Regions from separate parts of the Mus musculus genome. Here all the other regions are linked to region 1. The links are chromatin contacts, called in public HiChIP or PLAC-seq and Micro-C maps. All regions are on one chromosome and are shown on one strand. Each heading gives the region's core, a stretch centred on a gene start, on an enhancer-like site or on the middle of the called end of the contact. The rest is flanking DNA. Distances are from core to core; before and after follow the strand shown. Region 1 holds the start of Serf1 (small EDRK-rich factor 1). Region 2 holds the start of Ocln (occludin). Region 3 has its middle 23 kb from the start of Ocln.

Evidence for each region. Hi-C and Micro-C count contacts between places; a contact is called where the count stands out from the background. HiChIP or PLAC-seq counts read pairs in DNA pulled down with a chosen protein or histone mark.
Region 2: a Micro-C map of embryonic stem cells shows a contact between it and region 1, with 3 times the contacts expected there. The contact joins the promoter of Ocln here to the promoter of Serf1 in region 1. A contact is called at or near these places in 11 of 39 promoter capture datasets (the 3T3-L1 cell line, cranial neural crest, embryonic stem cells and 6 more), 2 of 484 Hi-C or Micro-C datasets (both in embryonic stem cells), 4 of 115 datasets of contacts at active chromatin or transcription factors (embryonic stem cells, fetal liver and stem cell-derived neural progenitor cells) and 3 of 9 other capture datasets (embryonic stem cells, liver and pancreatic islet).
Region 3: an H3K4me3 HiChIP or PLAC-seq map of bone marrow-derived macrophages shows a contact between it and region 1, with 2.9 times the contacts expected there. The contact joins the enhancer-like site here to the promoter of Serf1 in region 1. A contact is called at or near these places in 5 of 39 promoter capture datasets (the C10 cell line, hippocampal neurons, liver and 2 more), 1 of 484 Hi-C or Micro-C datasets (cerebellum), 10 of 115 datasets of contacts at active chromatin or transcription factors (astrocytes, bone marrow-derived dendritic cells, bone marrow-derived macrophages and 6 more) and 1 of 9 other capture datasets (liver).

The regions. Positions count from the first base shown.
Region 1 is chr13:100,106,008-100,109,933 of GRCm38.p6, reverse strand. Serf1 (small EDRK-rich factor 1) reads right to left here and starts at 1,915. Exons shown (of 3, transcript NM_011353.2): 1 at 1,705-1,915; 2 at 803-911. The coding sequence starts at 1,711.
Region 2 is chr13:100,550,713-100,554,474 of GRCm38.p6, reverse strand. Ocln (occludin) reads left to right here and starts at 1,757. Exons shown (of 9, transcript NM_001360536.1): 1 at 1,757-1,911.
Region 3 is chr13:100,573,656-100,577,451 of GRCm38.p6, reverse strand. No RefSeq gene overlaps it. Among named protein-coding and RNA genes, the nearest start is that of Ocln, 23 kb to the right of the region's middle. Within about 2 kb of position 1,336, at least 77 of the 459 cell types and tissues checked have an H3K27ac peak or open chromatin away from gene starts, as enhancers often do. A contact at or near this core is called in bone marrow-derived macrophages, liver and memory CD8 T cells, where this site is marked.

The DNA.
Region 1 (3,926 bases), core at 666-3,165:
TGGTCTACAGAGTGAGTTCCAGGGCTATACAGAGAAACCCTGTCTCGAAAAAAAAAAACCAAAAAAAAAAAAAAAAAAGTCAAAGCGATTATCTTTCTTTGAGACAGTATCTTGTCACGTAGTGCAGGCTGGCCTCAAACTCCTGATTCTCTTGCATCTGCCCCGAGTCCTAGGATGACAACTTATTAGCATTGCCCAGGGCATTAAAGTGTGTCTGTGGCAGTTACTTGCCATAGGAAATGATCTGAAGTGCTACAGATGTTAGGCAAGTGTTCTCTATTGCTGAGCTACGTCCCTACTTTTTAAAGACAAGGTCTTGTCTGTAGGTCTCTTTAGCCTGTGCTGGCCTGAGTAGCATAACATCTTCTAAGAATCTGGTGTCCAAACACTTTCTCCATCCCCAATGGACTCCTGAAGCCCATAATTGATTTTTGACACTCATCTCTTTCATTAAGAGGCTTGGGCCAAGCTGTCAGTTTTGGAAACATTGTATCCCATTCATGCAACAGTGTTTACATATAGAGGATGTTTGTTACTTTCTACAATAAAGTTCTCACAGTTTGTAGTTGCTGTAAGAGTGTTTCTGCAGACATGATAGTTTCAGGGCGTGGCATTCTTCAGCCATAGGATAGGACAATAACTACAATGCATGGTTTCAGTGTTCTTACACAGACACACAGTGTTAACCCTGAACTGTAGGCAAGGCTCAGTTCCAGGAAGGGTTTAAACACGTTCTTCACTCATTCTGAAAATACCGCAGTCAAACGGCCACTGACTTAAACATTCTATTAGCACTACTCACCTCTGCTTTCTCTGAGAGGCAGTCAAGCTGTCCTCTTTTCTTTTCCCTTTGCTAATTTCCTGGGTCTTTTTCATGTTTTTCTGTCGGGCAATTTCTCTTTGATTTCCACCTACAATGATAAACAGGCATGCTTTTTTCCCACCCTCAACAATATGAATACTTAATAGTAAAGAGTCCTTCGTTATAGGAGCCTTAAAGTTTTATTTTTATCAGCAAGAAAGCAGAGTATCTTTAGTTATTCCCAGATTGACCAGGGGGTAGCTTAGGAAGAAACACTCGAGAAGTTAAGTATATTACCACAACAGCATAGGTGTCAAGTAACGCCGCCTTTGCGCCCAGCACTCGGGAGGCAGAAGCAGGCAAGATCTCTGAATTTGAGATTTGAGGTCAGTCTGGTTTACAGACTGAGTTCCAGGACAGCCAGGGGTATACAACAAAACCCTTCTCGAAAACCAAAACAAAAATTAAATTATATATATCTCCATCTCCATCCCAGTGGTTGTGTACACAGGCCTCACTCAAAAATAAGTTCTGGCTTTGATAGGTGTGTGAAGATCCAGTTTGGCTGTTAAAGCCAGCAGAGGCTGAGCTCAAGGAAAGGTACCTTCGAGGACAAAAGAGCTGGAGGGCACCCTGGGCTTCCAGACCTCAGGCGCCCGCTACGTCTCAGCGGACTGGTCCCGCTGGGCAGCCGCCCACGCTCCCGGTGGGCGCGGTCCTCACGCACACCCGCACCTAGGAGGCGGGCACCTGTCCCACCTGGAGCCCGCGTCCCGCCCGCCACAAGCACGAGGTGGCGTTTGCGTCTCTTCCTCCTCCCAGCCAGCTCCCGCTCCTCCCCCGGCCGCTCGGCGCCGTCCCTCCCCGAGCCTCCGCGTCTTTCCAACCGCCCGCAGACTCACGGGCCATGCTGTCCACCGGCCGGAGACTGGAAGACAGCGACCTGGAGAAGCAAACGGCGGCTTTGCACGCTCAGCCGTTGCCGCCGGGCGCTGAAGAAGGCTGAGCCCCACAAGGGCCCTCGATGTGGCGACGCCTCGCTCGGCCAGCCAGCCGCCCCGCCCACCGACCCACAACAGCCGCGGCGTGGCCGGTGAGCCACTGCGCGTGCGCGGTCCCCACGCCCCACCGCCCCGCGCGTCCCTTGTCAGCGAGGCGTCCGCGCGCGCACTCGCCTCCTTACTTAGCAGCCTTACCCTGAAGGTGGGCTTTACGTTCCTCATCTGGCAGAAAAGACCTAACAAGGACAGAAGGGTGGATTTCGCGCGGGCTCCAAGCCTGCTCATTGCACCTTTCTTCCGGTGCCCTCCGGATGGACAGAACTTTAGCTCTAAGCTCAGGCTCTGTGGTTGAACGGGAGCCAAAGTCGCCCAGAATAACTTTATAATCTACATAAGAGCTGAAACAAGTCAGAATGCTTGCATAGGGCTGAGGGGTGTGGCTCATGGGGGTAGGGGATGCTTGCCTATCTTGAGGGACACCCTGAGTCCCACCCCCTCCCTGGGTTGCATTTCTTGAGCTGAGACTTACTTTCTTGCCTGTCCACTATTACAAACTGAGATAGTCTGGACACCGAATTTGCCTGGGTATTTTTAAGAGTTTTATTGTGGAATATTTTTAAAACATACAAAAGTATAGATGATGCTACGGTGTACTCCAACTGTCCGTGTTAACGTGACCTAGTTTAGAGAAAAAGCATCAAGAGACGGAATGTCTGGACTGAAAGTGCAGTCCTAATGGAAACGGATGTATAAAAGTTGGGGTCATAGACAGATGCACTTAGCACTTAAAACGGGCAGAACGCATAGAAACAAACACTTATCTATGACTAATTGGCTATTCTGGGTCTTTTGTTGTTCCATATCAAATAGAGAATTTTCTTCCTACTTATGTGAAGAATGTGATGAGGATGTTGATTGTGATTTCATTGAATCTGTAAGTTGTTTTGGTAGAAAGGTCTTTTTTTCAAAATATTAATTCTACCAAGGTATACACTTGGGAGGTCTTCAAATTCGAGTATGTTTCTTAAACTCTTTCTTCACACATTTAAAGTTTTCATTGTAGAGGGTTTTTTTTAAAACTCTTTTGTTATGTATATTCTAAATATTTTATTTTATTTGAGAGACTGGGAAGAGGAGCGTGCCATGATCTCTTTCTCAGCATGCTTGTTACTCATATGTATTAAGACTGGTAAACTTTGTAAGTCAATTATGTATCATAACACTTTGCTGAAATTACTGAAAATTTCTATATTTTTTCTAGTCAAATTTTGGGAACATTGGGTATAAGATAATATAATCTTCAATTGAAAATAAAAAAATATATGTATAAAATCTATTTTATATGTATAGGTGTTTTGACTGAATGTATATCTGAAATTATGTTTTCTGAGTTCTCAAGTTACAAGGATGTACACCATGCACACAGAGTACATTGAGAGTTTCTGCCAGAGGACCAGGAGTGTGCCTTTCATTTCAGAGGAAGAGGCAGATAGGTCTTGGTGAATTCCTAGTCTACACACCAAGCAGAGTTCCAGGACAGCCAAGGCTGCTTAATGAGATCTTGACTCTGTCTTCAGAGATCCTGAAGGACATGGCAAACGCTGGAGAAAACTAGACTATTGTTTGCTTGGGTTTTTTTTTTTTTTAGTGTGTGTGTGTGTGTGTGTGTGTGTGTTGGCTCCCCTGGAGCTGGACTGAGAGGCATTTGTGAACTAGCTGCCATGGTCACTGGGATGCAAATTCTGGTCCTCATGATGGAATGCAAGTGCTTAACTGCTGAACCATGTCACCAGCCTCCAAATTGTAGAATTTTAAAATTACTGGTGACACTAACAACTTACTTCACAAACTTGTGTAACACCTGTCTTGTGATGTATTTAAGTAAAAGTAAAAGTTACTTTGTTGCAAGAGCTGGAGAGATGACTCAGCAGTAAGGAGCAATTGTTATTCAGCACCTACAGAGTGGCTCACAACCATCTATAACATCAGTACAGGGGAATCTGATGCTGTCTTCTCATCGTCCTAAGGCCCCCACTGCCAGGCACGTGCATGGTGCACATGCATGCATGTAAACTTACTCATACATATAAAAATAAATACATCTATAAAACACAATAAAATGT
Region 2 (3,762 bases), core at 508-3,007, 440 kb before region 1:
AAATGACTATTAATACATATTGGGTTTCAAATGAAAATGCTCTGGAATTAGAACATGGTAACAATGGTTATACAACCTTGCAACTGCAAAAAAAAATATTAAGCACACACTATATTTTAAATAACAATTTTTATCTTAAGTGTACAGGTAATTTGCTTGTATGTATTGTCTATGTACTACTTGTGTGCCTACTGCACAAGGAGGCTAGAAGGTGTCATACCCTCCAGAACTGGAGTTACGACGGTTTATTAGCTACCGTGTGGTGCTGGGAATTGAACAACTAGAGGAGAAGCCCGTAGAAGAGTAGCTACTGTGTCTAACCACTGAGCCGTCTCTCCAGGCCCCAGGAATACACTTGGCAAGGTATATGAACTAAGGATGAAATCCTAAGGCTTCAAACATGGCAGGGAGGTGTTCTGGGGACAAGATGCATCCCCAGTCAATTTATATTTATTTTTAAATAGGAAAAACACCACTATCACCACCACCACCACCTCCAAACCTATGAGATCCTCTTCAAAACAGAGCGAAATACTCAATAAGATAATAGTCAGGTGTTTACAAAAATGTTTCCTTGTGTAATTATAATCCGAGTTGGAACGTTTGGAAATATTAGCAATCCGGCAGCTAACATTAAGAGGATTAACCTGGCTTCCTTGGGGTGAATATCAATTTAATCTACATCAATCAAAAACTACAGTCACATTGAAATAATTATAGCGATGACTTCATGAAAGATTACTAATTAGATTAAGAATCTATTAAGGCTGTCATCATTTAAATTTTTACTTCCGGAAGTACTGAATTGTGCTTTAAGATTTAATGCAAAGGAGAACCACACCTGTAGCTACTTAAAGGCAGAAAGGAGCATGGGATTGGACTAAGATGTATTAGCAATGCAGACATTCAGGACTGGAACACAAAAGGAAGCAGGGCTTGCGAAATTTAACTATCTTCGGTGCAGATAGTTAACTAACAAGAACTAAAATCTCTATATCGTAGAGTAAAATGAATATGAAATACAACAAAATCGCACACACACGCACAAGTCTGTAACAACAGAGTTATAGACAGAGTAAAAAAATACAACCCTTAGCAACCAGATTGGTTTTGCTTGTTTTGTTTTGAGCCAAGAAAGAATACCGAAACGGCTTTAAATCCCTTTAGAGTAGCCTCAATCACACCGTAGTTACGTTTCGTGCATGCGTGGACAAGGACCCTGTGGCCTGGGGATTCCGTGTGACTCACACAGCTACAGTAATCTCTCTTCATTTTAACCACTCCAGACCAGAGGGTAGTCTTTTTCCGAATCCTCTGAATCGGAAGGTGCTAGTAATAAGCACTTCTGAAAAAAGTCCACTCTTTCGCTGGACCAAGCATCGGGTACTGTTTTCCACCAGACATTTAATCAAACCTGGCAGCAGAACACAGTAGGAAGAGAACTCAGACCTTCTCATCAGCCTCCAGGCGCCCTTGGACCCTCTCTGAGTAGCAGCACAACAGCTCCCTCCTGACCTCTGACTCTCCTCCCGGAACCAACACCCCACAGGGGCCCTGAAGCAGGCGTATCTCCGAGCACACCCAAAATGGTCTAGGATCACCCCATTGCCTCCACGATCTTGAGACCCTTCTCTCCGCACGCCCCCGCCCCTCTCCAGGCAACGTCGGTGCTGTTCCTTTAACTCGGCTTGCTCTGGGTGGTGAGCCCTGCCCGGTCCTCCCGCCTCCTTCTCCGTCGCTCCCTCCCCCTCCCATCGGAGTTTCAGGTGAATGGGTCACCGAGGGAGGAGGCTGGCCACGCCACACCTCGTCGCTAGTGCCCACCTCCCGGCCCCTCTTTCCTTAGGCGACAGCGGTGGAGTTGCGGGAGAGCGGTCCAGCGCACGGAGCAACCGGCTAGGGGCTCGGCAGGTGGGTCCCAGCGCACAGCCCCGGGCGGGTTCGGCCAGAAATTGGTGCGCATGCCCGGGGGTAGGGGGTGGGGGAAGCGGAGGACGGTCCTCCTGGCTCAGTTGAACTGTGGATTGGCAGCGCGGGCGGCGGCAGGTGCACCGGCCAGGTGAGCACCTTGGGATTCCGGCCGCCAAGGTGGGTGCGAGGCAGGTGCGGTGCCCGGGGTCCCCCAGGGTGACGCGCCGGGGCTGGGAGGCGAGGCGCGGGGAGGGCACGCGGAGCCAGTTTCGGTGGCAGTTTCGCCCTGGACTCGGCTCTCACGGAAACCAGAGAAGCGCGTGTGCCTGAGCGCAGCGCGGGAGGATCTGGGGGGCTCCCTTTCTCTCTCGGAGTCGCGGGCGAAACCTTGTCCACCAGAAATGCCCGAGCTACTTTCTACTTTTGCCGAGGCGGGAGCGTCGGGGGCGGATCCAGCGCTCAACTGGGCGCTGGAGATCTGTGGGTTACTCGGGGTCTCTAGTTAGGGCTGGTGCTGGGCGACGCAGGGCGATAAAGATCCCTGTGGCCCTTCTGGTTTCCGCTCTTTTGGGTAATTCATCCCAGGAGGGAGGCCGGGGGTCCTCTGCAGCGTCCCCAGAGTCGTGGAGTGTATTATTCTGGCTGTTTGGAACAGGGGGCGGTGCGTGCGTCCTTGTTGATTTCAGCTTTTGGTGTTCTTTTCGAGTGAGGCTGGATTTCGAGGGAAGCTGCTCACGCGGTGGATTCTCATCCGTGACCGCGGGCCGGGGACCTGCCCCGGGGCAGGGCCTGCTCTGCTGCCCTGCTCTGGCCTGGCGGCTCCCGAGCGCAAAGCTGCGGTGGGGCGCACGGTCTCGGGGACCCGCAGCCTGTATAGGCGGTCCACTTTGCAGACCTCCTGGGCAAAGTCGGCCCCGCGAGTCTAGCGGCGAGTGGCCTTGCATCAGAGGAAGTATGCGGGGACAAATGGGTGGGGACCAAAATGGCCTCTGCATCTTGGCGCTGGAACAACTCTGAGCCCCTTTCGACCCAGGTGGAGTAACCGGGGTTCCAGCGGGAGCGGAGGTATCCTCGGGCCTGCCCGGGGCTCACCGGGCAAACTGCCACTAGGGGAATTACCTGGGGCGGGGAGAAGGCAGCTTTCCAGGCAGGTTAGCAATGCGTGGCTTTCATATACAACAGGTGTGTTGTTGGGATCACCGGAAAAGAGGAATGCCTCTCAGTAATGCGCTTTCTGGTGACGCTTTCAGTGGTTCGTGCGTTGTTCAACTACATATCCCTGAGTATAACTGTAGTTCCTTTGCGCCGTATGTATAAATCTTAAATTTCCACTGTTGGTGGTTTTCTTTTCTTTTTTCGTTTGGATTTATCTTAGTTGTTAGTGCTTTCTTTGTTAGGCAATGGAATGGCGAGGTTGGCCAGATAGACTTAAGTAGGGAGTGGGCACAGTCCACATTCCAGCAGCTTCCAGGCAACTTAGAAAGTATGAGCATCTTTGTGAAAGGTAAATCCTACCAGAACTCTATTTTAAAGGTTGGGGAAGGGGGGGGGGTAGGCTAAGGTTGGAATCTCAGCAAAGCTTCAAAAATCTACAGAAGGCAGGATACAGAAAACTTAAGCAAACTCACAAGGAGTAGTTAACTGTAGAGAATTTCAGAGAAAATAACTACTATAGCGAGCCGAGGCAATTATCAAACCAGCCCATTGTACCACTTCCACCTTTAAAATAGAAATGACTAAGTATCATTTACACATTGAACAGTTTTACACATTGGGGAATACAATTTAGGGCTCAGCTCTAAGGACCTTAAAGCTGAGCTGTGTACTCCCAACCCCCAAGCAAACTTGTAT
Region 3 (3,796 bases), core at 87-2,586, 470 kb before region 1:
GCTGGAGAGATGGCTCTGTGGTTAAGAGCACTGGCTGCTCTTGTAGAGGACCTGGAATTGATTCCCAGCACTCATATGGTGGCTCACAACTGTCTGCAACTCCAGTTGTGGGGGATCCGACGCCAGCACACAGACACACGTGCAGGCAAAACCAATGCACATAAAATAAAAACAAATCAATCATTAAATCAAACGAAACTGGGGTGGGGCTTGAATCTCTGTCTTCCCTGAGCCTGTGTCTAGACTTTGAAACTGTTCTCCAGTGGCCAAGTTTTCAAACTCAAAGGCCAGGAATCCCAACCAAATAAAACACGCAGGCAGAAACACAGCCTCCTGCTTTCCCCTCTCAGGAACCCACACACTTACTTCATAATCTCCATTGTCCAATGTCCAGCTAGTGACCAGTCTTTCCTATTACCCATGTAGAGCTCAAGACCCTTGCCTTCAGACCTCCATGAGTTTATCCCATAACTTACCACCTCCTGGGGTATGGTTTAGATCTTAGATGTCTCCTAGCCTACTCTGGGATGTGTCTTTCTGGTGTGGTTATCTAAGTCCCTCTCAATACCAAGAGGGGTGTGCAGAGGTGCCACAAGCACATTTCCCTCTTAACCTGAAGAACCGAGGTGGCAGCGAAACACAGTGATGTGTGCACCTAGAGGCCAGCTTGAGTCATGTATTCAGGCCGTGGGAGTATGCCCCTGCAGGGGGTACTGGGACCTGAGCCCTGCTTTCTTTCATTTGTAGTGCTGGGGATGGAACTCAGGGCTCTCATGTTAGGTTTGTTTGTAGAGATAGGATCTTTCTTGTTTCCCAGGCTAGTCTCAAACTAGAAACCTATTTACCTCAGCTGTGATTACAGGTGTGTGCTGGTATGCTTTGCTCCTCCTTCTCCTTCTCTTCTCCCTCCTCCTCTTCCTCTTCCTCATCTTTGTCCTCCTCTCCCTCCTCCCTTTCCTCCTCCCCCTTCTCACCCATCCTTCTTTTTCCTTTCTGGTTGCTTTGAGGTAAGTAGCTTTGCACCGCACATGTTCCAAGTGTTAATCTCAACGTGTGAGAATAAGACCATTTTGAGCCAAGTTTGAAGCAAATTTTATGAAGTACTAGCCAGGCCAATGGACTCTGGCCAGGTCCATATCCAGGGTTCCTACCTTATGGCAATGAACCACTTTAGACAGGGATTTATAAAGGCAAGACCCATTTGGCTACATACTTCCTATCTTTGTCCAATCAGGAGCAAGCATACATCCTGACATACTTCCTGCCTGCATACCTCCTGTGACCTACACAAGCGTATCCTGTGTAGTTGGGGCAACCAAGCTTGTTTACAGAAGTGAAACCAGAAAGCTTCTTATCTTATCTTCCAGTATTTCAGGAAGTTATCTGTCCTTGGGCAAGGGTGACGTATAGGTTAGAGGCATTTTTGTTTTATAGATCTCCTGAGCACTGTAATCTAAACTTAAAACATAATGTCAGCCCTCACTTTAGCTATGCTTGCTCTTCTCACCTCAGGCCCCAAAACAACTGAGCTGAGCATTCACAGATTGAACGCTCTGGAAGCTACAACTAAAATGCATTGGTCCTCCTTTTAAAATGATTATCTCATGATGAGCAGTGCTGGCACACGCCTTTAATACTAGCACTTGAGAGGCAGAGGCAGCAGAGGCAGGCAGATCTTTCAGTCTGAGGCTAGCCTGGTCTACAGAGTGAGCCTGGGCAGTACTCTTGCGCTCGCGCGCGCGCGCGCGCACACACACACACACACACTTACATTGCAAATCCCAAAATAACAATAACAAATAAATAAATAATGATTATCTTAAAGGCTGGAGAGATGGCTCCGTGGTTAAGGGCACCAAGTGCCCTTTCCAGAGAAGGCAATCCCCTCTTCTGCCCTCTCCAGGTCCTAGGTATGCACACAGTGCACAGTTGTGCACTTGGACAAAACATATACACAATATAAGAGAAGTAAGTCTAAAAAAATTATCTCAGTCATTTTGTCACAGTGACAGAAAACTGTTGAACACTTACCCCGTGTAATGACACAATGCTACCATGGAAACAGACACAACAAAACCTAGTGGAAATCTCAGTAGTGTTTATAATCGGCTTGGTGCCTCCATTTTAAAACAAACTGAACCAACTAGTCCAGCCTGGCCCCAACCACCTGACACTTTTTTCTGCTAAGTCTCAACATATATATTTTACAAATGAAGATACTGAAGGGCCGGAATAATTACATACCATGTTCAAGGTCACAGATTCAGTGATCAGAAAGAATCCTGTAAGAGTTCTTTATCACTCAAAACATATTGTCTATTTTAGGGCTGGAGAGACAGCTTAGAGGTTAACCTGTTGCTCTCACGGAGGACCAGGGCTTGTTTTCCAGCACCTGTGTGGCAGCTCACAACTGCCTGGAACTCCAGGGAATGAACATCCTTTTCTGGCCTCCATGAGTACTGGGTATACATATGGTACTCATACATGCAATTGCTTACACATGCACTTAAAGTAAAAATAAACAGGGGCTGCGCATGGTGGTGCACACCTTTAGTCCCAGTGCTTGGAAGATAAAGGCAGGGTGATCTGAGTTCAAGGCTAGCCTAATCTACAGGGGTTCCAGGCTAGCCAGAGTTGCATTGTGAAACCTTGTCTTATAATAAAACAAAACCGCCAGGTGTGGTGGCGCACGCCTTTAATTCCAGCACTTGAGAGGCAGAGGCAGGTGGATTTCTGAGTTTGAGGCCAGTCTGGTCTACAGAGTGAGTTCCAGGACAGCCAGGGCTACACAGAGAAACCCTGTCTCGAAAAACAACAACAACAAAACCAAAACATAATAAAACAAAACCACCAAATATTTTATTGGTTTTTTGAGACAGGGTTTCTCTGTGTAGCCCTGGCTGTCCTGGAACTCACTCTGTAGACCAGGCTGGCCTCAAACTCAGAAATCCACCTGCCTCTGCTTCCCAAGTGCTGGGATCAAAAGGCATGTGCCACCACCGCCCGGCAAAAGGATGCTACATCCAAATCTTTTTTGTTGTTGTTTGTTTGTTTGTTTAAGTCTTTTTTTTATTATAGGAACAGAAAAAAGATAGCTCCTGCTGCTATGCAGACTGCATTCTACTGAGAAAGACAAATACTAAGGGAGAGATCAGATAATTTTAAATAATACAATATCTACACAAACCAGGTAGCCAGAAAAGGCCACTTTTCACGTTATTTATTTTATGTCTATGTTATGTGTTTTGGCTGCATGTATGTCTGAGTACTACATGCATACCAGATGCTCACAGAGGCCATAGAAAGCAAAAGATCCCCTGAAAGTGGATTTCCAGATGGTTTTGAGTTGCCAGGTGGGTGCTGGGAATCAAGCCCAGGTCCTCTGGAAAAGTAGCCAGTGCTCTTCACTGCTGGACTGCCTTCCAACCCAAGGCAACCACTGTTTAAAAGCCTATTTAGGAGGCTGGGGTAATGTCTCCATGGGTAAAGTATGTGCTGAGCAACATGAGGATCTGAGTTCACATCCCCAGCACCCAGAAAGAGAACTGGGCGTGGCAACACAGGTCTGTGACTCCAGAGTTGGTGCAGGAAGATGGTGTGGTAGCAGAGACAGGCAGAATCCAGGGATCAATAGTCAAATGGTCTAGCTGAACACAAAGCTCAACGGTCAGTGCAGAGACCCTGTATCAAAAGATAAGGTGAGCCGGGTGGTGGTGGCACACGCCTTTAATCCCAGCACTCGGGAGGCAGAGGCAGGCAGATTGCTGAGTTCGAAGCAAGCCTGGTCTACAGAGTG